Linked DNA regions of Mus musculus: regions 1, 3 and 4 are each linked to region 2. The links are chromatin contacts, called in public Hi-C and HiChIP or PLAC-seq maps. All regions are on one chromosome and are shown on one strand. The core of a region is the stretch at or near the end of the contact, and the rest is flanking DNA. Distances in the headings are between cores, read along the strand shown.

The links. A called contact is a pair of places that touch in the nucleus more often than the background predicts. HiChIP or PLAC-seq counts read pairs in DNA pulled down with a chosen protein or histone mark.
Region 1: a Hi-C map of erythroblasts shows a contact between it and region 2, with 2.9 times the contacts expected there. The contact joins the promoter of Apold1 here to the promoter of Hebp1 in region 2. A contact is called at or near these places in 6 of 39 promoter capture datasets (the 3T3-L1 cell line, embryonic stem cells, fetal liver and 1 more), 1 of 484 Hi-C or Micro-C datasets (erythroblasts) and 8 of 115 datasets of contacts at active chromatin or transcription factors (bone marrow-derived macrophages, embryonic stem cells, microglia and 1 more).
Region 3: a contact with region 2 is called in an HNF4G HiChIP or PLAC-seq map of pancreatic cancer cells. The contact joins the enhancer-like site here to the promoter of Hebp1 in region 2. A contact is called at or near these places in 2 of 39 promoter capture datasets (3T3-L1-derived adipocytes and trophoblast stem cells), 7 of 484 Hi-C or Micro-C datasets (the F1.1 cell line, embryonic fibroblasts, embryonic stem cells and 1 more), 7 of 115 datasets of contacts at active chromatin or transcription factors (embryonic stem cells, microglia and pancreatic cancer cells) and 2 of 9 other capture datasets (adipose tissue and liver).
Region 4: a contact with region 2 is called in an HNF4G HiChIP or PLAC-seq map of pancreatic cancer cells. The contact joins the enhancer-like site here to the promoter of Hebp1 in region 2. A contact is called at or near these places in 1 of 39 promoter capture datasets (pre-B cells) and 5 of 115 datasets of contacts at active chromatin or transcription factors (bone marrow-derived macrophages, double positive thymocytes, embryonic stem cells and 2 more).

Annotation. Positions count from the first base shown.
Region 1 is chr6:134,978,946-134,986,062 of GRCm38.p6, reverse strand. It overlaps Apold1 (apolipoprotein L domain containing 1), which reads right to left and starts at 4,062. Exons shown (of 2, transcript NM_001109914.1): 1 at 4,034-4,062; 2 at 1-2,481. The coding sequence starts at 2,478. The coding sequence ends at 1,738. Gm36428 (a long non-coding RNA gene) reads left to right here and starts at 2,418. Exons shown (of 3, transcript XR_003956531.1): 1 at 2,418-2,925; 2 at 3,669-3,926; 3 at 4,008-4,165.
Region 2 is chr6:135,166,213-135,173,267 of GRCm38.p6, reverse strand. Hebp1 (heme binding protein 1) reads left to right here and starts at 5,053. Exons shown (of 4, transcript NM_013546.3): 1 at 5,053-5,248. The coding sequence starts at 5,171. It also overlaps the pseudogene Gm34391.
Region 3 is chr6:135,023,144-135,029,523 of GRCm38.p6, reverse strand. It overlaps Ddx47 (DEAD box helicase 47), which reads right to left. Exons shown (of 12, transcript NM_026360.3): 12 at 5,748-6,245. The coding sequence ends at 6,114. Among named protein-coding and RNA genes, the nearest start is that of Ddx47, 15 kb to the right of the region's middle. Within about 2 kb of position 3,108, at least 69 of the 459 cell types and tissues checked have an H3K27ac peak or open chromatin away from gene starts, as enhancers often do. A contact at or near this core is called in pancreatic cancer cells and trophoblast stem cells, where this site is marked.
Region 4 is chr6:135,346,878-135,353,521 of GRCm38.p6, reverse strand. It overlaps the pseudogene Dynlt1-ps1. Among named protein-coding and RNA genes, the nearest start is that of Gm52922, 3.7 kb to the right of the region's middle. Within about 2 kb of position 3,146, at least 81 of the 459 cell types and tissues checked have an H3K27ac peak or open chromatin away from gene starts, as enhancers often do. A contact at or near this core is called in bone marrow-derived macrophages and pancreatic cancer cells, where this site is marked.

The DNA of each region.
Region 1 (7,117 bases), core at 2,813-5,312, 190 kb after region 2:
TGGGACATCCAGGGCTGCCTAGAGAAAGACACAGTGTCAAAAAAAAAAAAAAAAGCCACATCAATGTCAAATTAAATCAGGATATACGCCAACTACAGTTTATAGGAAACAAAAATAAATATAGAAAGAGCACCCCTCCCCCTCATGCCAAAACATTTCCTCAGACACGTGGCCATCACTGGGAATCATAGGGGCTGCGCAAATGTATAGCATTAAATAATTTAAATATACAGCCAAGGTTTCCTGGGTATGGTCCCAAAGACTTTGCAACTCTTTCTAAAGGATAATTTAGGAAGATATTGAATAAATTAGAAGTACTTTCTTAAGCATAGATAGCAGGTTTCTTACAGCCCCAAAGTCAAAATGTGACAGATCTCTATCATAACACAATTTTATAAAAACAGAATTTCATAGGACAGGTTTCCAAGGTCTAAATGTTTCCTTCATGAGTCTCTATTCCTCCACTCCTGAATTAAATAGGTTTTCTTTTTCAAGTCAAGTGCTTTCTGGCAAAGTACCTTCAGGACACACAGGCTTAATCATTCATATATTCCACAATTCAAGACTCCATTTACCAGTTTAAAAATCAGTTTAGTCTCTCTCTCTCTCCTCAGGACTCCCCCATCTTACTTACAGGGATCGTGCCAAACACTAGAGAGTCCTCTCTGAGGGAAAAAGACTCTAGAAATCCAAACCTGACCTCCTGGAAAGAGCCTTAACAGACTCCCTTCCTATTCAGACCCTTAATATTCTTATTATTTTCTAAATGCTATAGTTAAATAAAATCAAATGTAAATAATACACAGAAATTAAATAACTAATTTTAAATAAATAAAGATATGGTGTCTGGAGTTTTCAGAGGATAAAGAGGTTTGGGGTTTTTTTTGTTTGTTTGTTTTGTTTTTATTTTTTGTTTTTGATTTTGTTTGTTTTTGCTGGTAACTTCACATTACCTCTGTACCAGTCTCTACATGGAATGGGCAACACTGCCCTCTAAAGGGTCTGTGCTGCTCTGTCTTCTAGTTTACAGGGGACAGAGTAACTGGCTTTACAAGCACACAGCATAGTCTTTCTTGGGCTGCTGGGCCAGTCTTTCCTGGACTTTCTGAGAGTGACTCTGAAGGTCCTTTCTTATCTCAGGGCTTCACAACAGGGTGTGTTCTTACCACCATCTGTGTCACTGAACAAGCCAAGTCTCAGCAAGAGAAGGTGGCTAAGTCACACGACCGGTGGGGGACAGAGCCTGTGATCAGTCCAAGACTGTTTAACTCAAAGGCCGTTGCTCTCCTCTTTGTGGTCAGTTATTTAAAATTGTCAGGGACTGCATCTCACCCCTCCCCCAGCTTCTTTACAGAAGTGAAGGCGGGTGAGTATGTTGGGATTAAAGTGACTCTTCGGGTGGCTTTCCCTCTCAGGGTACCTAGAGGTGTGAATTTGAAGCCATGCTGGGAAAGTATGCAATAGTCAGATTTGGTCTATGAGTGGATAAACTGGGGTGGGAAGAGCAGAGCAAGTCAGCTCCGCGGCCCAGGTTGGGTCTACAATCCCTACAAAGACAAAAAGGATCACATACTCAGTTGGGATTACACAAGCGAAAAGTCCTTCACACACACAAGGAGCTAAGGACTGACGGAAGCCCTGCAAGAAGAGTTCCTATCATCCTTTGCACTCCACCCATGTAGCACTTCCCTGTGGATGCTACGACTCTAGAACATTCCATATAGGTAGAGGATGCTCTTAGAAAAACAACGCTGCGTCCAGATCAGTGGAGATCCTGAGGTTGTGGCCACGGCCGGCCTTGGTGCAGAGCTGGACCCGGGACTCCAGCTGCTCACTAAGTTCATCCAGGGCGCCAGTGCACGACTCCAGGCTCTCTGACAGTTTCTGAATCTTGGCCTTCAGGACGGCCTGGCTCACTTTGGTGGCCCCCTCGGCACGTCTGGGGATGAGGAAGCCACGTGAGCCGAAGAAGACGATGAAGTAGACAGAGTTGTAAAGGGCCATGGAGGCGTCCCTCCCGCTCTGCAGCAGCTGGCGGTCCCTGCGTCCCTGCCACTGACAGAAGAACTCCAGGCAGCTCAGAAGCTCGCGCATCTGGTCCTGGCAGGTGGCGGCGATCTCCTGCACCCTCCGCACCTCCCGGGAATTGCAGAAGATCAGAGAGAGGTCGGACGTGATGGTGACTGCCCCTCCGGCGGTGGCCACCCCTAAGCCCACGGCCGACGCCACGAGCGAGGCTCCCAGGGTGACCGGGCTGAGTGACAACCCCACGATGGCTGCCAGGGCACCAGCGGCGCTCAGAGAGCTGCCCGCCACGTTGGCCGCCAGGGAGCGCCTGCGTAGCCGCTCCAGCCTCCGGGCCACTTCGCGCAGGCGCAGCACTTGGCTGTGCAGCCGGCCACGGCGGTCCAGCAGCAATCCTTGGAAGCGCCGCAGCGCATCGGCGCCCTGCGGCTCCCAGGCCGCCCGCTTCTCCATGCCCTGTGAGGGACATAGACGCACAGTTAGCCCGAGTTTCCGCACCCGTTGCTGCCCTAGGCTAGAGCTGCCCGGTGCACTCTCTAGAGAGTCCTCAAATAATTAATAGACTTTATGCTGGGCGTGTTGCCTTAATGGTAGATCACTTACCTAGCGTTCAACCCTCAGACTCAATCCACAAGGCTGCCGAAATGAATACACGAATAAATAAACCACTCAGGACTGGGAACAGGGAGGTAGGTTACTACTGGGTTATGGGTCAAGTTTCCAAAGGCTCTGGAGCCTGGGACAAGTCACACAAGTTCCCAGAACCCGTTAACTGTGCGTTCCAACAGAGATTATGCTGTCTTCTGCTTTCCTTCCAGGGAACAAAATCTATGGACACCATCCACAGATTTAAATAAAGGTTTAAACGGGAAGGTGGAGACTATTAGAAAGCTGCTCCAGGTAAATGCTCTGAAAACAGAGACTTTGCTCTGTTTTCAAAATGACACTTGGGCTGAGGATGCAGCTCAGGGGTAGAGCCATTGTCTGGTGTGACACCCTATTCTATTCCCCAACTCCTGACAAACAAGGACCAATAAAAAGAAGAGAACACCTTAAAAGTAGCAAACCGTGCATGTAACGTAACAAAAACTTTTCATTATGTGGAGACTTGTGTCCTAGGGACTCAAGGTACTTGCCCCCCCCATTCTCATTATATCATTATATTCTCTCTCTCTCTCTCTCTCTCTCTCTCTCTCTCTCTCTCTCTCCTTCTCTCAATGTCCCTGTCCCTCTCTCTAATCCTAGCACTTGGGAGGCAGAGGCAGGATCATTGAGAGTTCAAGGCCAACCTGGTCTAAATACTGAGTTCTAGGCCATCCAAGGCTACATAACAAGAATTTGTCTCAAGGTAAAAAAGAAAAGGTGCTAGCTAGCAGCTCACTGGAGGCTTCCTTGGGTCCAGATGGACTGAAGCCAATAAAAGGTGACTAAGGGAGAAAGCTGAATGTACCAGGTTCATCTGTAAAAGGCCATCTGTCCTGGTAATGAGGGAGCCCCATTTTCATACACACTGTACTCTCCACCAGTCAGAACTTCTTAAAGGCACCAAATAAGTCACTGAAAGAGCATGTCGGACCTGAACGAGCAGGGCAGAAGTTATTTAATTTTTTATCTTTCTCCATTTGTTTTTGTTGTTTTTAAAGACAGGCTGTTACATAGTCCAAGTTGACCTCAAACCCCCGATTCTCCGGCCTCCACCTCCTGAGTTCTAGAATTCCAGGCTTGCATCGGCATGCACAGCCAGAACTCATTGTCCTCGGTTAAGATGAAGGCCTTTAGAGACCGGCTACCAACAGCTGATGTTTCTCAGTGCCCCCAGAAGAACACTGGTCTCCTGACTCATAGGTCCTACAGCTCCTGGTTGACCTCCATGATCTAGCTGACCAGTAAGAAGTTTTCAGGTAACAAGAAGGTTGGGAAAAAGTCACTCCAAATACATGACGCCTCGAGAGTTGACCCCGATATCACCAATCCCATTGCAGACACATCCCTCGGACTCCCCACTTACCCTTCACTCTGGCCTCCAGGAAGAAAAGTGGGAGACTGTTTCTGGACGAGCATACTTTATAGCTCCCAGGAGCCAATGACGGCTCTGGGAAAGCCTTGTCTCATTCTGAGAAGCTGCTGTTTCCTGCCCTGACCCCTGCTGCCTTCGGCCAGGATATGACATGTTGGAAAAAGAGACGCTGGCAAAGCACGTCCCGTATTTAGGAAATGAATATTGTGTGTTCGCTTTCCCCTCCAAACGCAGGAAGAGAACCACAGGCTCTTCCCCAACTTGAAACAAGTGCTGTCATCTCCCAGTGGGGATACCCTGCCTTTCCTCTCCTGAGAATAGCTACTGACGCCATCGGGGGAGGCTTTCCCACATGCCCCAGGCTGCCCAATTATAGTGTTTCTTTGAGAGGACTCCATCAGAAAATCATTTTTAAAAAGAAATAGGAGGGACCGGAAAACTTAATTATGATCGATACAGCCACTCATGGTCCTTTTCAAAGAGCTTTGTGGGGATGTAAGTAGCTGAAGCATGTGACCCATTAAGGGAGGGCAGCCAGCACCAAGGAGCGCCTAAAATTCAAGACCACGCCCACAGGAAGTGCTGCGTGCAGTTTAGGGCATCTCCAGCTGTGGAGAAGACACAGGAGGTCTCAAAAAGGGCACACTGCGGGGCCAAGTGCGTCAGAAAAATCACTGGGGTCAAGCTGCACACCGAGCTAATTATACACTTTCCATGGCAGCGGGGAGATGATGGCTTCCGGGGTTTTCATATGAAGCGAGGACTGTAGCTTGCATCATGGTTAAATGAGTGGATTCTAGCTACAGGTTCCCCAGCAGGGTCTGAAAAACAGTTATCTATTACAGAGCGTGCAGGCGGGGAAATGAATGTAGCTTCTTTCTGTGCCTTTACCCAGACCAGATGGCGATGCACCCCATAGCTATCCCTGAAGCAGTTAGGGTGGGGGTGGGGGGAGGGGAGAAGCTGAAGCTTAGTTGGGAAACCCAGTCTCACCAAAGGACCCCTGACACCATCGTCAAAGGCCAAACTGGTTTTCACCTAAATGATTCATGTCTCCAGCTGGAGGTGCAGTAGACTAGCACGCGGAGGCCCTGGATTCTAACACTGGCACCCAGAAACCCATCACTGTGGCCCACCCCTGTAATTCCAGCACCAGGAAGTAAAAGCTTGAGGGTTAGACATTCAAGGTCAGCTTCGGATTCATAGCTAGTTGGAATCCAGCCTGGGCTACGTGAGACCCTGTTCCCAAAACGAAACAAAAGTCCCCCTTATTCATTTGGAGTCTCTTGCATCTGTTCAGTGCGGTCTCACTATGGAGTTCTGGCTAGCCTAGAACTCATTAAGTAGATCAGACTGGCATTGAACTTGCCTCTTGCTCTGCCCCATTTGGAAAGTTTCAACAGCTCTATCATTGTAGAACACAATTAAGCCCCTCACTTTCGTATGGATAACCTGTCTTTACCAGAGCAGTGCCACCTGCAGCACACCCTGCTGCTCTTGACCTTGATCAGTCAGAATTTAGTCCACGTCCAAGTGTTCTGGTTATAGCTCCTACAGAATAGACATAACCGAGCAGAATGGCCCCAGCGTCTACTTGTACTCTTGAGATAAGAGGCAGAACGGCTGGGCATGGTGGCACAGGCCTGTCATCCCAGCACCTGGAAGGAAGCATCATAGTTTGCTCAAAGTTCAAGGTCAGCCCGAACTGGAGAGCAAAACCTGGAAGCACAGGGGCCTGAGTCTAATCCTCAGGACCTACATTTAAAACTGCCAAGTGTGGTGTTGCTGGTCGAGCAGCCTAGCTTACATCACAAGCTCTATCTACTCCAACCACAAAAGGGCAGCCAGCACATGAGGAACAACACTCAAAGCCATTCTCTTACTCCCACGTGCATGTACACACACACACACACACACACACACACACACACACACATATATAGACAGGCCCAGCACACTGTTGGTAGGTGCCATTCCTGTGCAGGTCCCTGGTCCATGTGTGTGTGTGTGTGTGTGTGTGTGTGTGTGTGTGTGTGTGTGTGTGTGTGTGTAAAGGGCGTCAGGGGTGAAGAAAAGGGTTTATTTTCCTCATAGCATTGAGGTTCTGGCTCATGACCTGTTGTTAGCCCCATTACTTTGGGCACATCAGGCCAGAGGTGTGTGGCAAACTGTTCCTACCTTAGGAAAACAGAACAAAACACAGAGGAAGAAGAGGGACTGGGTTTTCTATGATAAGCACCAGCTGGCTCCTTGCCAGCAGGTCCAGGTGAGAGGAGAGGGGCCTCACTCCTGCCGGGGTCTCTCTCCGGGGCTGAGCTGGATGGCGAGTGCCCCACGGTCCAAAAGAAACACACCAAGCCAGGAGCCTTATCAAAGCAGGAACCAACTTTATGGCATCAGTGTCTTCCTTATATAAGTTGGGAACATAGGGAGGGGGATTTTTGGTGGGGTAATGTAGTGGCTATTCCTGGTTGTCAACTTGACTATATTTGAAATGAACTACAATCCAGAATTGGAAGGCTCACCAGTGACCCTAATCTGGAGGCTGGGAGATAGAAGATTCTGATCTGGATCTTGGTATGGAGATCTTGAGGCATAGTGGCTATGGATTCCAGAAGATTAAGACAGGGAGATCTCTGAGTTCAAGGTCATCTGGAACACACCTTCAATCTGGGTTACACCTTCTGCTGGAGACCATACAAGGACATTGGAAGAAGGGAGTCTCGCTTTCTCCCCTTCACCTGCTTGCCGTGTGGGACTGAGCAAGCCAGTGGAAGCAAGCCAGTAAAGAACATCCCTCCATGGCCTCTGCATCAGCTCCTGCTTCCTGACCTGCTTGAGTTCTAGTCCTGACTTCCTTGATGATGGAAGAGTAAGCTGAATAAACCGTTTCCTCCCCAACTTGCGTCTTGGTCATGATGTTTGTGCAGGAATAAAAACCCTGACTAAGACAGGTAAGATGACATAGGAGGCAGGGAAGGGTGACGGAGGGTATGGAGTGACTGACAGGGCCAGTGGCAAAGCTCTACCTCAGCAACAGCAGGGCCAGGGCCAAGCAGGTCTTGCTGAGTTACC
Region 2 (7,055 bases), core at 3,804-6,303:
ATACACTCAAACACACACCACACAACCACTCATACACACTCACATCACACACACATACTCTCACACATATATCCCCCCCCTCTCTCCCTTGACTGAGGCCAACTAGAATGGACTGAAGCCACACCCTAAGGAACAGACATACACCACAGTGTCTGGAGGTGAACTGTGATCCTTACAATACTAACACAGTCCTGTGAAGATTTAAGGCAATGAGACATGCAATAAATGAAGTTACATGTAGAACACCACGTAACAGTATGTACAGGAAAACCCACATGATGCAAGGCCCTCAAAAACACATGTGATATAACATAGAGGTCACAATCCTAGGTACAGTACTTGCTGTTTAAGCTCCTAGACAAGAGTTTGCCCAACCTGCTTCCTGTCCCTCAAAAGCATACCCTTTTTAACAAACCATCCCTATTTCTGCTATTATCCATGTAGCTCTTTCCAGTTTCTTGCTCCAGAACATAAGAAGCTGGAAGTCCCCTGGAGATGCCCATTGAATCCCAATAGTTGCTTATATCATACCCTACTCCCTCGTGTGTGTGAGTGGGTTTTTCTTTAAATCCACCTGTAGGAAACTGTATCAATGCAACCGAGTTCTCCAAGTCAGTCCTATTCAGGGAAAAGAGGGTATAAAATGGCACACCCTGAAAGGAAGTATGGTATGTTATGATATATGATATAATATGATATGATTGATATATTGTATGTGACTGCACAAAAGAGTCAGAGCTGATGAAACAGAATGAACTGGGGGAAGCCCACAAGGGCCTGTCTGTTCAGACCCTTCTTAGTCCTTGGTTGTAACAATTCTTTTCTTTTTATTTTCTTTTTTCTTTTTTTTTTTTTTTTGTGTGTGTGTGGGGGGGCTGGAGGGTCATGGTTCAAGACAAGGTACTTCTCAATGGAGGAATAAAGGCTAACAGGTCACATGGGGCTGGCAGATGGTTCAACAGGAGAGGTGCTTGCAGCACAAGCCAGGAAACCTGAATTCCGTCCCTGGTGCACTGACTCCACAAAGCTGTCCTTGACCTCCACATGTGCCCTGTGACATACGTTTACACGCCCTGCCCCACACATGAAAATAAATTATTTTTTACAAAATCAAGATCGTTAAGACAGGAGGGCGGTGGTGGGTAGTTGGCAGGTGGTCGCCATGTCCACAGGGAGCGTGACACTTCCTGCTGCTGGTGAGCGGGCCTTGGCAAATGGGATTAGCCAGCTCCAGCTGCGCTTCTCTTCCTGTCTCCAGTGGACCCAGGTGGGGAGGTCACTGACAGCAGGGGGTAGGGGTGGGGATCCTCGGGGCGCTACAGCTGCTGCTCCTCCTTCAGGAGCCTTGGATGCCGTAGCTGCCAAGATCAATGCTATGCTCATGGTCAAAAGGGAGCTCCAGTCGGTTTAGTGGGGCTGCTGTGTCAACTCGAGGACGGTTCATGACCCCTGAGGAGAAGACCAAAGTGGAACTTGGAGACCGTCCATCATATCTTCATGTTCAGCGATAGACTCGGGAGTTAGTAGGCAGAGCTGTAAACTGAGTCAAAGAAATAATAACCAATGGAGTGGTGAAGACTGCCACAGGAACAAGTCCAACTTTTAATGGTGTAACAGTCACTGTCTATCGCCAACCAGCTCCCATTGCTCGGTTATCATCTGCTATTAACCAGAAGCCTCCCTTCCAGTCAGGAATGCATTATGTTTAAGATAAACTACTTGTGGGTCTAGAACATGTTGTGCCCACTTTTAATGTTAAGGAGAAAGTAGAAGGTCCCAGCTGCTCTTATTTGCAACCCGCTCAAATTGAAACTGGGGCCAAAGTCTTCCTACGAGGCAAAGGCTCAGGCTGCATCGAGCCAGCATCAGGCCAAGAAGCTTTGGAACCCATGTATAATTGTATCAGTCATCCCAGGCCTTCAGGCTACCAAGCCTGCCGCCATGAAGCTCTGCGTGAATCTTTTGCAAACAGTTCATGCGGAGTATTCTAGATTGTGAATCAAACTAATACTGCTGTACCATGACCAGGCTATACACAACCCTCTGCTATAAGTAGCCTCCCTCCTCAACCACATGGATGAGTGTGACTTTCCATGTAGGTGCTGGAATCCAGCTCTCAGCAAGAGCAACTGCTGAGCCATCTCTAGGCCAGTTAGAGAGTTAGAGAGAAAGAGAGTTAGTTAGACAGTTAATTCTTGAGGCAGAGCTGCATTTCGTAGTTTAGGCCGATCTGAAACTCACCCTATACCCCAAGATGGCTCGAATATTCAGGCATAAGCTACCACCCTGAGCTTTGAAAAAATATTCTCAAAATCAACATAACAAGCCAGTCATGGTGGCATATCCCTGTAATACCAACACTCAGAAGGCTGAAGCAGGAGAATAATAAGTTTGAGGCTAGCCTAGGCCACATGGTGAGATTCTAGTTGAACAAACAAGCAAAAGAAAGAAAGCAACATGACGATCTCCTATAAATTAAATCATAATTTAGTGTATGTTGGTGTATCTAATAGTCAACTGAATGCATAGTTTTTCTTTTTTTTTTTCTAAAGATTCATTAATTAATTTTATATATGTGAGTATACTGTAGCTGTACAGATGGTTGTGAGCCTTCGTGTGGTTGCTGGGAATTGAATTTTTAGGACCTCTGCTCACTCTGGTCAGCCCTGCTTGCTCAGTCTTTGCTTGCTCTGGCCTAAAGATTTATTTATTATTATACATAAGCACACTGTAGTTGACTTCAGATGCACCAGAAGAAGGCATCAGATCTCATTACAGGTGGTTGTGAGCCACCATGTGGTTGCTGGGATTTGAACTCAGGACCTTCATAAGAGCAGTCAGTACTCTTACCCACTGAGCCACCTCGCCAGCCCCAACATAGTTTTTCTTCAGTAACATTTTGTTTCTTTCTTGATGGTACATAAAAATAGTGCCTCTTAATATAAATGGCATTTTAGTGTCAAGAAACAAAGTATGAACTAATTAAACAGCCACTTATTATACACCAATGAAAGAATCTGTAATGAAGCTATGGGAAAGCCCTCTTTTCATACGCAGTTAATAACGTGAGTATTTCTTCCCACCAAACTTGAGGACATCGTTATGACTATTGCTGAGACTTCTGCCTAGCTCAGCCTCCACTTCCCTTTGTCAAGGAGACACACATACACATACAGCAGCTACACACAACGGACGATTCAGATCACAGCTCAGTAGCAGCCAACCTAAGCCATTTCAGCCATCAGGTTCAAGGTGCACGAACAAATGTCACATGGGCAGGACATTAGAACAAAGAGGAACCTGTTCCACTGGTCATAAAGACACAGGATTTGAAGTGGCCTTTCAGAGAAGCCAGATATGAAGGGGGTAAGAGAGGGTCCATTCCTGCGGGGTCAGGGGGTTATAAACCACGAGCTTTCAGTGGTTTGAAAAACCTGTTTATTTTGATTCAGACTTCCTCTTTTTCTCCCTCTGCTTTTGTCACTATATTGGTACTATAACAATAACAATTTATTATTAATTATATGTAACATATAATATGTACAATATTGTGTAAAATATTAATATATAATATATAAAATTTTATGTTAATAATAATATGTTGTTATGATCAAAAGCAACTCTGAGAGGAAAAGGTTTATTGTTTTCTTACAATGCTCCACACTTGGACACAATGGACACACAGTCACATTCCATCACTTAAGGCAGGGACCCAGAGGTGGGAACTGAAGCAGACCCCGTGGGGAAGTCCTGTTTAGTGGCTTGCTCCTTAGGTCTTCTTGCTCAACCTACTTTCTTAACAACTCAGAACTGCCTGCCATGGGGCAATACCATACACAGTTGAATGGAACCTCCCATCTCAGTCATTAATCAAGAAATTGCCCCCGCAGACTGGCTAACAGGTGATCTGATGCAGACAAGCTCTCGATGGAGGTTCCTCTTCTCAAATAACACTTGTTTGTGTCAAGTTGACCAGGACAGATAGCATATAAAGCAATGGGCTTCACTATGACAGTTTATGTATATATCATTTGCATATCATTTGCATATGCATTTTGCTCCTATTCAGTATCTTCACACCATTCCCTCAACCTCCCCACCCCCGTAAGATGGGTACATGTACAACTGTGATACTAGGACTGTGTGATGTGTGTAGATTTAGTATCTAGTACCCTAATAATATCTGTGATACTATTATGTGGTGTGTGTATATTAATGATCCTAGAGTGTACTAGAGTACAGGTAATATTTACAAAGTACTTGGCAAGAAACAAACACTCAAATAAAATAAATCCTGACAAAATCGGTTAGGTTATAAGGGGACTGAACGAGCTGTTGTTTGGGCAAGTAGTGTGAAACTTGTGATTAATACACTGTTGGGACTGGAGGGATGGCTCAGCTCTTAAAGACGCACACTGCCTTCAGAGAGGATCTCAGTTCTGTTCCTAGCACCCACCTTTGGGACCTCCTGTGATACTAGCTCCCAGGGGAATACAACGCACCAGTGTGCGCGCACACACCTTAAAGTAAAACCATTTTTAAATGCACTGTAGAGCTTGTTATGGTGACGCACTCCCATAATCCTCAGCTCGGAGGAAGCTGAGACAGGAAGACAGCAGAGTTCCCAGCCACCCTGTTTACAATAGTGAGTTCTGGGCCAGCCTGGACACTGAGACCCTGCCCAACAAACTAAAAAGACAAAGTTAAAAAAGAAAACAGTAAGAAAAAGGTTAAGAGTGGCTTTTCCATCCCCTTAGAAGATGAAGCCAGGAGTGACAGTGATCACTTGCAAGCCCAGTGCTCCAGAAGCTGAAGCGGAGGGATCCTCAGGCCAGCGTAGGCTGCATAGCAGGACCCTGTCACAAAAGAACGAACACGGTTTGTTTTTAATCATCTGTGAGATGCAGTGAGGTAGGAAGAGGGTGACTAAGGAAAGTATACACAAAGTGGGGTGCTACAGGCTTGAACCAGCTCCGCACCCAGGAGACTGGGCTCACGTGGGTGGAGTTTGGGGGACGCTGCCCAGGCCACGCCCGGTGTCGCCCAGTGGGCGGAGACCGCCGCAGCCCCGCCCCAATCGCCTGTCTACTCACGCGCTTACTGCCCCTCGCCCTGTGGACCTTACTGCCAGTGAGTGTACGCTCGATCGGCCAGACCCCACGGCGTCACCATGTTGGGCATGATCAGGAACTCACTGTTCGGGAGCGTGGAAACGTGGCCTTGGCAGGTTCTAAGCACCGGGGGCAAGGTAGGCCGGCAGGGTGTAGAGGACCTGAAGGAGGACTCTGCGCGGCCGTCCCCACCCTGGCCGGGGCTGAAACTGGTGCCGCGGGGCCATGGGTGGGACTGTGACCGAAGCTGCATTCCGGCTGGGGCCGCCCTGTACTGCCCGGCGCTTGCTCTGGGAAGGAGGGGAAAGAGCAGTCTGGCTCAGCCAGACCACTGACGCGGAAAAGGATCCATCTTGGCGAGTGGGACACTGCCTGTTGCGTGCATCTGTCCATTTAAGCATTCCAAACCGTCTGAACTCCCCCCCCCCCTCTTAGGGCAGAGACCCACTCTGTCCCAGGCTACCCTGACACTGGCTGTGTAACCTAGATTAGCCTCGAATTCTGTCGCAATATTCCTCCCACTTCAGCCTTCCCAGAGTTGGGACTACAGGCATGACCCACTACGCCTGGCTACATTCTGAACAATTTTGTGAGAGACACATGGTTGCAGCAGGCATATCTGCTAGGGAGCCATAAGGGGCCCTTCAACCTGTGGGCTGCTAAGCTCCGCTTGTGTGGGAGTTCCCAGGCAAGTGCCTGTGCAAAGGCTCAGAGCTGCACGGTTGCAACTGCTAGTGCTGGATGCATGGAGTGAGCGAGGAGACTTAATCACCTTGGTCTACCAAATTTGCATCGGCACCAGAGGGGCATCAGGACACCCGGTCAGCTTTCATGAAAGTTAGGAGTTTGGGTACTCGGGTATAATCTTGAAGGCATGTATTTGATTATTGGTTGGTTAATATTGGGAATTAAACCTAGAGCCTTGTGCAAACCAAGCCGAGTATTTTGCAACTCATCTGCTCCCTCAGCCTGACATATATTTTATCTCAGGACACTCTCTTATTATAATGATTCTGGATAAAAGGCCCGTGTTACCTGGGGGCCAAGGTCTGGAACCTACTACACTGAACCTCACACAAAGCCCACAACTCAACTTTAGTCTAGACTCAGCCCTCCAGAGTTCTGTCAAGCCATCCTTCCCCCTCTCAGGGGCTCCTCAGTTGTGTGTAGAACAAGCAATTGAAGCCCTGATCACGCAGGGACACGAACGAGTTCAAAGACAGATAATGAAAAGGAGTGAAATGGGCTGGTTAGATTATACAGCCTGGTGGCAACTGAAGCGTGCTGAAAGTTGAACTTCCCCAGGACTAGTGTTGCCAAATCTTTAAGGAACTCCAGATACCCAAGTTCTCTGTAAGAAATCCCCCAATTAAAGAGTAATTAACAAATAACACTTTTTGTGCAGGCCGTGTAGCTGGAAAATGAGGATTAAGGGTGGACAAAACCAAACTAGATACAGTGGTTCATGTCTGCCATCCCAGAACTCAAGAGGCAGAGGCAGGAGGATTGCCACAAGTTTGAGGCCAGAGTGGGCTCTGTGTGAGTTCCAAGCTGGAGCTCTATAGCAGCAGAGTAGGTGAGTCTATGTCACAGTTCTGCCTTTGTGAAGCTTAGGCTCCTATAGCCAATGAGCAAATAAGAAATACACACTGTGGGGCCAGGGAAACGGCTCAGCGGCTAAGAGTGTGCACTGCTCTTGTAGGGGACGTGAGTTCAAGTCCCAGCCTCCACATCAGGCAGCTCACACCAAAGTGTGAGTTGCCTGCTGAAAGACTTATAGTGTAGTTAGTAGTTACCTCACTAAGTGTTTATTAAACCAGGCATGGCTGCAATCCCAGCACTCAGAAGTGGAGGCAGGAGGGTTGTAAGTAAGTTATTTAACATCTCAGCTACCCTAGCCCCCAGGTTCTTCAACCGTAAAGGGGAAAGAACACTCCCTCTGAC
Region 3 (6,380 bases), core at 1,859-4,358, 140 kb after region 2:
CCCAAGGAGTGTTGAGAGAGCAGGAGGAGGGTCAGGAAATGACTGATGCTGGTTAATCATAAACCCTGGGTTTATGTGGCTATAAACCTCGGCACTTCCTCTTTCCCCTCTGCCAGCCAGGTGCACTGGTTTTCCTTATTTCCACCCAACCCTCTAGCCAGACCGGTCCTGGGAGGTCTTCTGCCCCTTCCAAGGCTACCCCTCGTGGTCACATGTTAATCTGAATTTCCCAGAGGAGGGCTCTGCAGATGGGTGGTACCAAATGTGACTAACCCATAACCCTCACAAGCTAAGGAAAATGTGTGTTTATTAAGAAAATTAATATGCGATCAAGGCCAGCCTGGAATATATAGTGAATTACAGGTCAGCTAGAGTTCCATAGTGAGACCCTGTCTCAAAACACACAAACAAACAAAAAACAATAACAAAAAGAAAAAGAAAGAGGACCTCCATATGAGTGTGCACACTTGTACATGCACACGCACACACACACACAAAGACAAAATTAAAAGTTCATTTTTTCCCCCTAACATTCCTCAGAAATCTTTTCACAAAGGACTTCAGGCTGCAAGATGTCAGTGAGAAGAGTTCTGTAATTCCCTTTGCAGGAGCTATAAACAAAGATCTGCTAGGAGGCTTTTAGAACAGGGATAAGCTGTTTTACTGTCCTCTATAATAGCTCTGAGCTCGTGGGCACATCACAAAACCTACTCAGATGTGTGAACACATACACACTTCCTTTAAGGGTCCCCTAAGGTAGCACGAGCAGACTCTGTTGATGTTACGTCGTGTGAAGCCTAAAATTCAGATTGTATGTGAGACTTCTTGAGGATATTGGGGTAGAGACCAAATTTCAAATCTATTTCTTTTCCCTCTCTTTTTCTAAATATTTTTATCCTAACATCTGTCTGTCTGTCTGTCTGTCTGTCTGTCTGTCTGTCTAGCTAGCTATCTATGCACATGCCCACTTATCACCAAGGCGTGCATGTGGCAATCAGAGGACAGTTTGCATCGTCTGTTTTCTCTTCCTGCTATGTAGGTCTCAGTAACTAAAGTCGCTCTGTAAAGCTTAGCCTTTAGCTCCTGATCAACCTCACCAGCCTTCTCCCATGTAGGCCAGCCTAGGCTACACACACTCCTCTTGCCTTGGCTTTCTGAGTACTGGGATTAAAGGACTGAGCTCTCCACCCACTCCCTGAACCCTCATCCTCTGAAATCCACGAAAACCAACAAACGCCAACAGAAGCCTTGGTTCAACTCTATTAGCGGCAACTCTCGGCTCCCTATATGATTCTTGAATCTCCTTGGGAAAATTCAAAGAAGTAAACACAGAATAAGGGGTGACCAAGAAGGAGTATCACAAACAAGCTTTTCAGAAGTTTCCTCAAAAACTGAGTCATGGCCTCCAGCAAGGGAAATGATGGGTGTCAGGACCCAAGAGTGCCAAGACCCAGCAGGCTGGCCACAACCTCATTGTTCGCCATCGTGTGTCTAAAACAACCCTGACTGAGTTAAGAAAAACGTGGCAATCAAGAAAACTTGTCATGGTCTCTGCTCTCTTGACTCACTGAAAATCACAAGGAGAGCATTGGCTTGAAGGTGGCACTGGGTTTAATAGCCTGGACTGGCGAGTTTCTGAGATGTCAGGCAGCAAGGTAGAGTCACCAGAGGACTCATCTTCAGAGAATGGAGGGGAAAGAGCCAGTGTTCAAGGCTGGGAGGTAAAATAATATATATGTACACACACATATCTGTATATATATACTTTTTATAAATTTATAAAGATATATATAAAACACTTTGTCTCTGTTCTGTAACACACTCTCTCTCTCTCTCTCTCTCTCTCTCTCTCTCTCTCTCTCATCTCTATCTCTGGGGTGGTATGGTGTGTGTGGGTATAAGGGTATGTGTTTTGAACATGGGAAGGCTCACTCGTGTGTGTGTGTGTGTGTGTGTGTGTGTGTGTGTGTGTGTGTGTGTGTGTAGGCCAGAGGTCAACATCCAGTGTCTTCCTTGATTGCTCTTCCTATCATATGGGTCTCAAGGACCAAGCTCAGATAGTTAGGCTTGGCAGAAAGCTCCTTTACCCACTAAATCACCCCACAAGCCCACAACCATATTTTTTTGTTTTTGAGACAGAGTTTCTCATTGAACCTAGAGTTCACCAATTGACTACACTGACTGGCTAGAGAGTCCCAGATGTCCAGCCTCCCTTCCCAAGTGCTGTGATCACAGGCACAGGCCACCACACCAACTGTTCATGAGTTCCGGGGATCTGAACTCAGGCCCTCCTACTTGTACAGCAAGCACTTCAGCAGCTGAGACGTCTGTCCAGCCTCTCATTTTCTTTTTAATGCCAGGAATCAAACCCAGAGCCACGTGCATGTAAACACAGCCTTTGCCATTGAGCTATGCCCTCAGGCCCACAGCCCAATATTGCTGACCATCATGCCTGACTGCTGCTATCATTCTTTTGGATGGAGGACAAGTCCCCATCACTTTGGGCCAAAGACAAAAAGAATAAGTGACTCACTAGCTCCCTGGCACCAAGCCATGAGATAACATGGACAAGTGAAAGCTATGGACTGGCCTGGATGAGGGTACAGCAAAACAGAGGGATATATCGTGAAAGAGGATTCAAGACCCTGAACAACTTACTCTCATACACACTGTGCATTGGGAAGGAAATGCCTGTATTCCCAGGCTCCAGACTGGAGGGGGAGAACCAGGAGTTGGTGACCTATCAATACCTAGATAGGCAGGGGAGACTTTAGCACAAATGGAAAGCTAGCACAGATAGGGACCAGGGAACAGAGCAAGGCTGCATTTTATACAGCATTTAGTTCTCCCAGTCCTAGAGTCTGGGTAACCCAGAGATCCCTGCACACAAAAGGCAAGCTCTCTACCTGTGAGGAAACACCCCAGGCCTGGCCTGGCAGTCCTGTTAAAGACTATCACCCTTCAGATACCTATAGGTACTTCTCATACCTGCCCTGATTGCTACCCCTTAGTCACTGCAGGCCACACAAGAGTACACTGTGTGCCCTTTGATTCTGCACTGCACCCCAGTCACTGCTCACTAGTAACTATTTTTTCCCACAGAGGAAGTGAGGGCGAGCATTTCCCCCTTCTGCCATCTACCGGTGAAAACGAAGATGTTCTGTTATCCTCTCTTAATGGTTGCCCATTGGAAACTAAGTTGGCATCTGAAAGCTTATAGGCATAACACTCATTTGTTATGTGGAGCACATTTAAGGAAATGCAATACTGCCACCACTGGCTGATTCCTTTCGTTCAGTAAGTGCTTGTTGAGTGTATAATGTGAAATGCATACAAAAGACACACATACACATCATATAAGGACTGAGATTTGGAATCAAATTTGGTTTTGTTTTTTTGGTTTGTGTATGTGCTTTTGTTTGGGTCTTTTGACCTAAAATTTTTTTGCATCTATTTATCAGAGGTAGGGTGGAAACTATCACAGGATGTTAAGAGATTAAGAGGAAGTTCTGTGAGTCAGTTCTCTCATTATATGAGTCCTGGGGGGATCAATCTCAGGTCCTCAGGTTTAGTAGCAAGTGCCTTTACCTGCTGAGCCACCTCACTGGCTCTGTTTTCCAAAAGATGGGGTTTCCACGTAGCCCAGGCTGGCTCCAAACTACCTACGCAGCTGATGCTGGCCTTGAACTCCTGATCTTCCTGCTTCTTCCTCCTAAAATCTGAGATTACTGGTATCAGATGAACAGATGGCTGTAAGCAGACGAAAGCTCTACCATGGTTTGAGAATGGCCCCCAATGCATGGAGGTGTTTGGGAAGAATTAGGCGGCGTGTCCTTGTTGCAACAGGTGTGTCACTGGAGGTAAACTTGGAGGCTTCGAACGCCCATTCCAGGCCTAATCTCCTTCGTTCTGCCTCCTGTTTGTGGATCAGATCTAAGCACTTAGCTACTGCCATGTTCCCTAGCTTGATGATCATGGCATAATCCCGAAACTATAAGCAAGCCCCCAATAAATGCTTCCTTTTATATGATGTCTCCTCACAGCAACAAAGTCTCTAAGACAAGCTCCAGCGGTATCAACAGGTATGAGGGTCCTACAGACTGTGTGGCCTCCAGCTGAGCATGTTCTTGTCTTCAATCATGGCCCAGAGCTCTTGTCTACTTAGGTGTGACTGTTTGGCGATACTTCCCAGACCTCAAGTTTCTGCAGTTATTTTTAGCTGTAGTTTTAGTGCATTCTTGAGACAGGTGAGGCATAAAGAATGTAGGTGTGGGTCACCCTTGAATCTCCAGTGCTTGGGCTGAGTCTCTTGTCATTCCAGCCCAAGAGTGACTCACACCCTTTTATTATCTGCCCCAAGGCTAGGTTTCACCTCAAGAACTCTGGATTAGAATTGCCACAGCCTAGTCTCTAATTTCTTTTTTGAGGACATGCCTTCTTCATGCTTTGTCACCTGCTTCTGATAAGGTGGATTCCTTCATTTGCTGTAACCAACACCACTGCCCTCTGGTTCTTTCTGGTCCCATTTCCCAGAGCTGAGGCACTTGGCAACTGGCATCAGATGTAGGGGATAGATAGCTCAGAGACAGGAAGCTACTTGGAAAGCTCTCTGGCTCTCATCCAGACATCTGTGAAGAGTCAGGCAAATTCTGGGGTGTTTGTTGCATTTTTATAAGACCAAGAATAATAAAATGATCTAGTTGAGTCTTGGACCCTCAGAGTAACAACTGAGCTACACCTCCAAGCCTGGCACAACGGGTTATGTATATGGACGTACTAGTTCTCCTGTGTGCACCTGTGTGTTCATGTATATGTAGAAGCCAGAGGTCAACGTCTGGCGTCTTCCTCAACCACTCTTTAAATCTCTCCAAAATTATGCATATATCTCAGCTCCATGAACCACTGCTTAGCAGAAGTTCAGGCTGGAACACTCCCCAGATTTTTATTGAGCCCTCAGACACGTCCCCAATCCAATTTTAATTTGCTTCTGAAGTTCTTCACAGGGAGACAATGTTACCCATCAGCTGTCCACTGATGCAAAATAAAGTCACCACCACAGTCACGTTGGAGAAGCCTATCAGGAAAGCATGACTGGTTAGAAAATGAGCCCCAAGGGTGCCCAACTCAGATCAACTGCTCACAAGTATGGATGGCTCCTCCCCGCTTCCTTTCGATTGTCCGAGTCCTCTAACTCATCCTTCACTCAAATGCACCATGAACAGCAATTAAATGCAAAGCCCGGGCTACTCTGTTGGTAGAGTCCCAACCTAACGAGCCCTGGGTTTGGTCTCCAGGCATAGTGGCACACATCTGTAACCCCAGCAACCTGTAAAGTCCCTAGACAAGGAATCAGGAAAATGAATGTACCTGGGGCTCTGAAGCCCTTTGCTGCCGCACCAATAGCAGGAAAGTGCAGCTTCCTCTAAACAGAACTTCTCTTTAAAGCCATCCATCATCTTGCTCTTCATTTTTCAACATGCCAATTAATGTCTTAATTCAATTAAAGACAACCAATTAAGCTGCCATATAATGACACGAACAGGTCCCCATCAGCAGGAGCTACAAAGCCTTCAATAACAAGGTCTCCAAAGAGTTTGAATACTGCTCTTCTAGAGGACCTGAACTTGATTCTCAGCATCCACAGCATCCACAGCGGTGACTCAAAACTGCCTGCAGCTCCAGCTCCAGGGGAGGCCAACTCCTCTGGCCTCTGGGTAGCTGCATAAAAGTGCACACACAGACACACACAGGTAATAAAAATACATCTTTAATCATAATAATTATTGACCCACATCAGGCTGAATGCCGGCTGAGATAAGGTGGCGTACACACCATTCTGTAGAAGCTTTACAGTTAACTACAGTCAGCGCTCTCCATCCGCCAGGCCGTGGCTTGCAGGTGGGAAGGCAGAGGTGCAGCATGAAGAGCACACGGCACTTGTGTCACAGGTGAGGAATGCAAGCTGAAGAGCGGCCAGTCCTGTGTCAACACTGTAAAAGTTGTCCCATTGCAATGACACTGCAATCCCGAGGAACGTTCTCCCAGCTGGCCGAGTGGTCTCTGGACAGAATCTCACAGCTGGCGAGCAGGCGAGCAGAAGTCTTTCTAAAGCATTAGCGGCCTTTCCGCTTCTTCATTTTGCCCCCAGCCACCTTGTTCCTCACACCAATGGCGCCCTCCTTATCATCATCATCTCCTGCATCCTCTCGCTTCCGTTTCTTCTTTTCTCCGTGCTCCCTTAACTCCTGCAAGGCAGCAAACACGATGTGACTGACTGGAGTTAACAGCAACCCCCGTGCCCCATCCTCAGGTCAGAGAATGCCCGAAAAGGCTAAGAATCAACTCCAAATGAACAGAAACGCTGACCTCATACAGAGACC
Region 4 (6,644 bases), core at 1,897-4,396, 180 kb before region 2:
GATAGCAAATGTCCCTGTAAGAGGAAGTGGAGTCCTTTGGGTAGATGCTCAAGAGACAGATCACCAGGTAGTTCTATTCAAAACAACATTTTTTTATTATCTTCATAAAAGCAAGTAAAATGACATGCAATCTTTAAACAAAATTTACAGATACAATTATATGTAAATGAGTTAAAATAGGGGCCTGAGAAGTGGCTCAGCAGTTGAGAGCATGTGCTGCTCTTGCAGAAGCTCCAGGGTTGGTACCTAGGACCTACATGGCAGCTCACAGCCATCTGTAACTTCAGTTCCAGGGGATTCAACATGCTAAGTTGACCTTTACAGGCACTGAATGCACACAGTACACATACTACATGTATGTAGGCAAAACATGCATGCTTTTAAGATAAGAATTACTGAACAAACTTTAGATGTGGTGTGTGTGTGTGTGTTTGGGGGGGGGTGAAGGTATAGGGGTCAGTGTCAGAGCACTTTCCTAGCATAAAAAAGTCCCAGATTCCATCTCCAACACCACACACACACACACACACACACACACACACACACATTAACATAACCCATTTGCCTAATTTTTAGGTAATTATTCAAACATCTTTTCATATATATGCTTGTATACATATGGCTTACTCAAGATGGTCTACACATTCACGGACACCAACTCTTTCATACCACAAAAGGTCTCCTCTAACAAAACCCCTTAGCATTCCAATGAGTCATTATTTGTAACAGCTACATTGAATTCTGCAAAATAAAGTGTTTAGATAATCCCCCATGAATAAAGCTGGGGACACAGCCTAATTGGTAGAGTGTTGGCCCAGGATGAACAGGGCCCTGGTTTGATCCCTAGTACCGCATAAAAATTGCAATACATGCTGATTCTCAGCGATTGCCAAGTAAAGATAGGCTGACTGCCACTTCAAGGTCATCTTCCCGCCTCAAAACAAAACCAACCAATTCCCTCTCAGTGGGTGGTGGACACCATAAACAATATGTTGGTGAAACTCCTTGTACACAGCACATCTATACACACAATAGCATAGCTGACATCTTGTCTAAATACGGTTTCCCATTCATCAGCCGGCCAGATGGCACTGATTTCATCACATAATAACGTTTAATCTTAGAGAACCGATTTAAGCACTCAGGTTTTGAGCTTCCTCCAAAAGAAATGTTTCTCACAATCTACAATGTTCTCCATAACATTGTCCCAGATGGATCTTCTTCCAGTCCTGTGAAGTCATGTGAGAGAGGAATGGATAGATGAATGAAGATTAGCTTTCTCTGGTTTCTCTGTTCCCTTCTTATCTCGTGAATGGTGTTTGACAGTTCATACAGTTTCCTGATCCCTGACCCAGGAACACAGAGCTGCACAGAAGCCAACCCCTAAAGATACAGTAGAGGATTACCAACCCCCCTATTCTCACGCCTGCTCTCGGTCTGAGCATACCCACTGTCCACATTCTACCCTCGCATGGCGTCACTTTATCCTTGCCCTATCCCATAATCCCTGTGGTTCAGGATATGCCCCTCATCAGTTCCACATCAGACTCACAAGAGCAGCAGGCCATGTGCTGGCAGTTTGTCCCCACTGAGTGTGCAGACCCTGGAATCCTGCTATAGCAGGCTCTCCCCTCCGAGGCCTGGGGAAGGGAATCAGTCAAGCCTGAGCTGATCGAATCTTTGCCAAGGAATTTCTGGCCTGAGCTCAGAAGCAATAAAATGTAAGGTCCACACTCATTTGGTGGCAAGGTGACAGCTGCACAGATTCCTCAGCTGGGGGCTGGGCTGCAGCAGGGGCAGGGCTGGGTGTGCCCCACTGACTTTGGCCTTCACAGGGACAAACATAAAGACTCAAGTCCAGATTAGTGTAGGCTCCAGCGGAGATCAGCCCTGAAATCATATACACACAAGCAACACTGAACGGACTCAGTGGATTGCGAATATATATATCTACATACACACATATAATTATTAAAGAAAAAAGGTCATGAATTTGAAAGGGAGTTGTTGTGGGTACGGGAGAGTTTAAAGGGAAGGAAAACAGAAAAATAATAGAATTACATATTTTAAATAAACTTTTAACAATAATAAACAACAATGTAAGATAACACATCTGCATAATGAATTATGACACACATTCACTGTATGTCTGCCTGTTTGTTCATGCGTTTGTTTGCTAGGTTTTTTTGTTACTACTGCTATTCTTATTTTAAAACAGGATCTCAATTCATAGCCCAGGCTAGTTTCAGTCTCACTAGGTAGCCCAGGCTTGCCTCAAACTCATAACAGTCTTTCTACTTCAACCTCTCAAGTGCTGAAATTGCAGGATGAGCCAGCCTCTGGCCGCTTTCCTTCTTGCTTTGTGTGTATAGGTGAGTCAGTGTGCAGTAGACACACAGGGTTATGTGGGTATGGGTCTGTATGTGGGTGGGCTTGCCTGTGTGCGTGCTCATGGAGACCAGAGGAGGACATCAAGTATCCTCTATTATTCTTTGCCTTACTGCTTTGAGATAGGATCTCTCACTGGACACAAAACTACACTGGCAGCCAGCAAGGCCCAGGATTCCTGTCTCTGTCACACACAGTGCTGGCATTACAGGTGAGCCCAGACACAGCCAACTTTTTACTTGCGTGCTGATCTGAATGCAGCTCCATATATGCAGGCAGCAAGCTCTCTAACCCACATTGCTCTCTCTCCCCAGCCCCTCTTTATTGTTTTTTAAGCATTGTTGGGGAGGTAAAATTGAGATAAAACTGTTTATCAAGGCTACAAAATTAGTAGGAAAAATACATTATCTGTTTTCTCTCTCTCTCTCTCTCTCTCTCTCTCTGTGTGTGTGTGTGTGTGTGTGTGTGTGTGTGTGTGTGTGTGTGTGTGTGTGTTCTACTTTCTTCACAATGGAGCCATTTTGTAGCTCATAGAAGCTCTGCAGAATCTGCTAGTAGACTGAGGGTGACCCAATAACTAGAAGAATTCCTAGAATGTGGGGTGGCTCTAAACCTTGCCAGCTGGGTTCCATTTCAAATGAGAACTGCCTAGGTCCTCACAGGATTGTCTAAAACTCCAATAGATCTCTGCACCCCTCTCTGTGAATGAGGAACTCACCCCACCCAAATGACCCCTGGAGCAGCCTCTGGGTTCCTTGTCCTCCACTTAGCCTCGTGGCTAGTGACAATGACTCACGGACTTAAGTTGTCTTCTCAAAAGAGAGCACCCTATTTTAGATTATTTAGAGGAACGGTCATATTTTCAAGCTGGACACCACTTATAGTTCTCCATGGGACTGTGTAGCACTCACTGCTCAGAAGCTGCCATGCTACGGACAGTCATCTCAGAATCGAAAGAGTCTTCAACGGTGGAGAGAGCCACAGCCCAGCTTCAGAGAGGACAGAGAGCATATTCTCCTGGCCAGAGAATGTGTACATTCCCAACGAGCCAGCTAAACAAAGGTTAGGTCCTTGAGGCTGCAGAGGACAGAAGTCTCCTCGTGCATTGCTGAATCCAGGTGCCTAGACCAGTGTCCTGGGCATGGTAGGTTTCTAGTAAGTGTGTGCTGAATGAACAAAGCAGAATCTCACCTGTCTTTCAAAACAGGATTCAAGGGGAGGAAGTAGAATGATCTATGACAGAGAGTGTTTCATGATAATTAATTCACCATAAAATAATAATACTGGAATGAAGACAGGCCGCTTGTCACAATTGCTATGAATAAATTTTTAAAAAGAAAGAGAGAGTCCACTCTACTCCGCGGGCGAAGGAGACGCGTTAAAGATGGAAGACTTCCAGGCCTCCGAGGAGACTGCATTTGTTGTTGATGAAGTGAGCAGCATTGTAAAGGAGGCTATAGAAAGCGCCATCGGTGGTAATGCCTACCAGCACAGCAAAGTCAACCAGTGGACCACTAATGTCCTAGAACAGACTTTGAGCCAACTCACCAAACTGGGGAGACCATTTAAATACATTGTGACCTGTGTGATCATGCAGAAGAACGGTGCTGGGTTACACTCCGCAAGTTCCTGCTTCTGGGACAGCTCCACAGACGGAAGCTGCACAGTCCGATGGGAGAACAAGACCATGTACTGCATCGTCAGTACCTTCGGACTGTCCATCTGACCACCTTGCCAGCCTCAGCCTCGTGGTCCCAGCATTTCCAGTCCATCTTAACCACCAGCTATGTTGGGCAAACCCCTTCCTCCTAAGTTGTTCTGTGGCACTCTCAAAAAACCAAATGACTCCCCAGTCACAGGAACCACATGACTTCAGCCAGATTAGCACCCACCTGTCATCTGAGACAGGCAGTACCACTTGTCTTAACTGTCTTCTCCAAGGTGCTAAAAACTCAAGTCTGCCGGTGGAAACAGCTCTACTTTCTGAAATGATTCAGATACACTAACTTTCCATACTTTATTCTTTCTTAGAATAATAAATTATTCAAAATTTAAAAAAAAAAGAGAAAGACAGGAAGGGAGGATGGGAGGGAGGGAGGGAGGGAGGGAGGGAGGGAGGGAGGAAGGGAGGGAGGGAGGGAGGGAGGGAGGAAGGGAAAAGAAAGCCTAGAAAATTTTACAGTACCACAGGATCTCTGACAATAACACCATCAGTGTCTGCCCAATTTCTGCTACATGCTCGCCCATGCGCTCATTGATGTTGGAAATTTTTGATGAGGGCAGAAGGAACATGTGACAGCAAAGGAAGGCAAGAGTAAGACTCTTGGACTTTCCAGTGTCATAAAACCAAAGCAACACAAAGGATGCCAGGTGTGAGAGCTGGCTGCTCTGAAGTGAAGACCCCGTTAGGCGCATCCAAAACCCCTCACGACCTTTCTCTCACGCCTTCACTTTGCTGTGCTATCAGCCTGGCCATCCCTGACCTCATGCTCCTCAAGAGAAGGTGGATGTTGTTTCTACACGTCCCAACACCTGCCCACTAGCTTCCAGAAGGCCTCGCTGGGGCTAAGCTCCTTTCCAGCAAGCTTCAGGGTCTTACTCATTGCTCTTAGCATCTGATAATTTGGATAAAATTAATAAATCAACAAGTAATCATACAAAGATTGAATGAATTGATGGTTCCATCACCTTTGCTGTCAGCTTAGACACCATCCATGTCTAAATCCACCAGATATTAATTTAAGATGAAACTCAGGCAAGGCCATCGCTCTGCATCTTGGCTGCCAGGACCTTGGCTCCGTCTTCTGAATCTACACCACTAACAGTGAGCCCCACACTGGTTTCCTTGTGCTCAAGCTCCATTTACCTAAATCCACGCTCCTTACTATCCAGCTACACTGCCGAAGTAAAGCCATGGATGTCACATCCGCTTTGGCCCATGAACCTTTCCCACATTTTGCCTTCCTCCTTCCTTCCTTCCAGCTTTTGCACTGTGAATGAGCCAGGCATCTTTCCCACCTCTGAGGCTTTGCTCAAGTGCTACTCAGTGGTCCAGAGAATCAGCTGGAATCAGATCACTTAGTTCTAAATCTTCTCCTCATTTCCTCATCTATAAACTGGGGACAATACTAGTTGACACCCCACTGGTTATTATAGGGAGGAGCAGATAAATAATATTTGTAAAGGTCTTAAGTCAGGGCTGCAGAGCCAGGACTTAACTGTGATACAGTGGGTGTTGTTGTCCCTTGACATCTCTCCTGAAGAAATGCAGTTCTGCCTCTATAGCCAGTTCAAAAGTCACCTTCTCTGTGGAGCCTTCGCCCTCTCCCCACCCTACCATAGCGGGATGAGTCATCTTCCCAATGAGCTAGGATGTTATGCCCCTGCCCACCACACCTTCTCACCTTCCTTCTTCTACCACATGCTCCCCAAGGGCAGAGTCAGGCATCTCGGAACACCCAGCAGGTTCTCAGCATTTCCTGAACAGGTTGGGTCGGGCATCAAAGCAGAAATAACAAGGAGGTCTGGTGATTTGTCCCTAAAGACTACTTACTAAAAATACTGTAATGTGCTGCTGTTTGGTACATGAGTGAAGGGTCAATAGGAGGCCATCGAAAAGGTGAAGGATACCTGAAGGAGTGGTACACACTCACTTAATTCCATCGCTCAGGAGGCAGAGGCAGGAGGATCTCTGTGAGTTCGAGGCCAGCCTGGTCTATATAGTGAATACCAGGAGAGCCAGAGCTACATAGTGAGTCTGTCATATGAATAAATAAATAAATAAATAAATAAATAAATAAATAAACAAATAAATAAACAAACAATGAAGCAAACAAAAAGACAAAAGATGAAGGTTAGGTGTGGTGGCACATGCCTTTAACCCAATACTTGGGAAAAAGTAGCAGGCAGATCTCAGAGTTGAAGGTCAGTCTGGTCTACACAGAAAATTCTAGGCCAACCAAGGATAAACAAGTGAGACTCTGGCTCCAAACAAAATGACCAAGGATGAGCTCAAGAGGGTAGGGACAAGTGATGCCTGGTGCTCTCAACCCCAATATGTGAATAATAATAATAATTCATCATCATCATAATAACATTTGCCTACCTTACTGGTAACTAAATGAAGGTAATGTAGAAGGAAATTGTGTGTGTGTGTGTGTGTGTGTGTGTGTGTGTGTGTGTTTGCATGTGTTTATATGTATACAGACACTCCTGTGTGTTCACATGTATATGTGGGTACATGTAGAAGCCAGAGG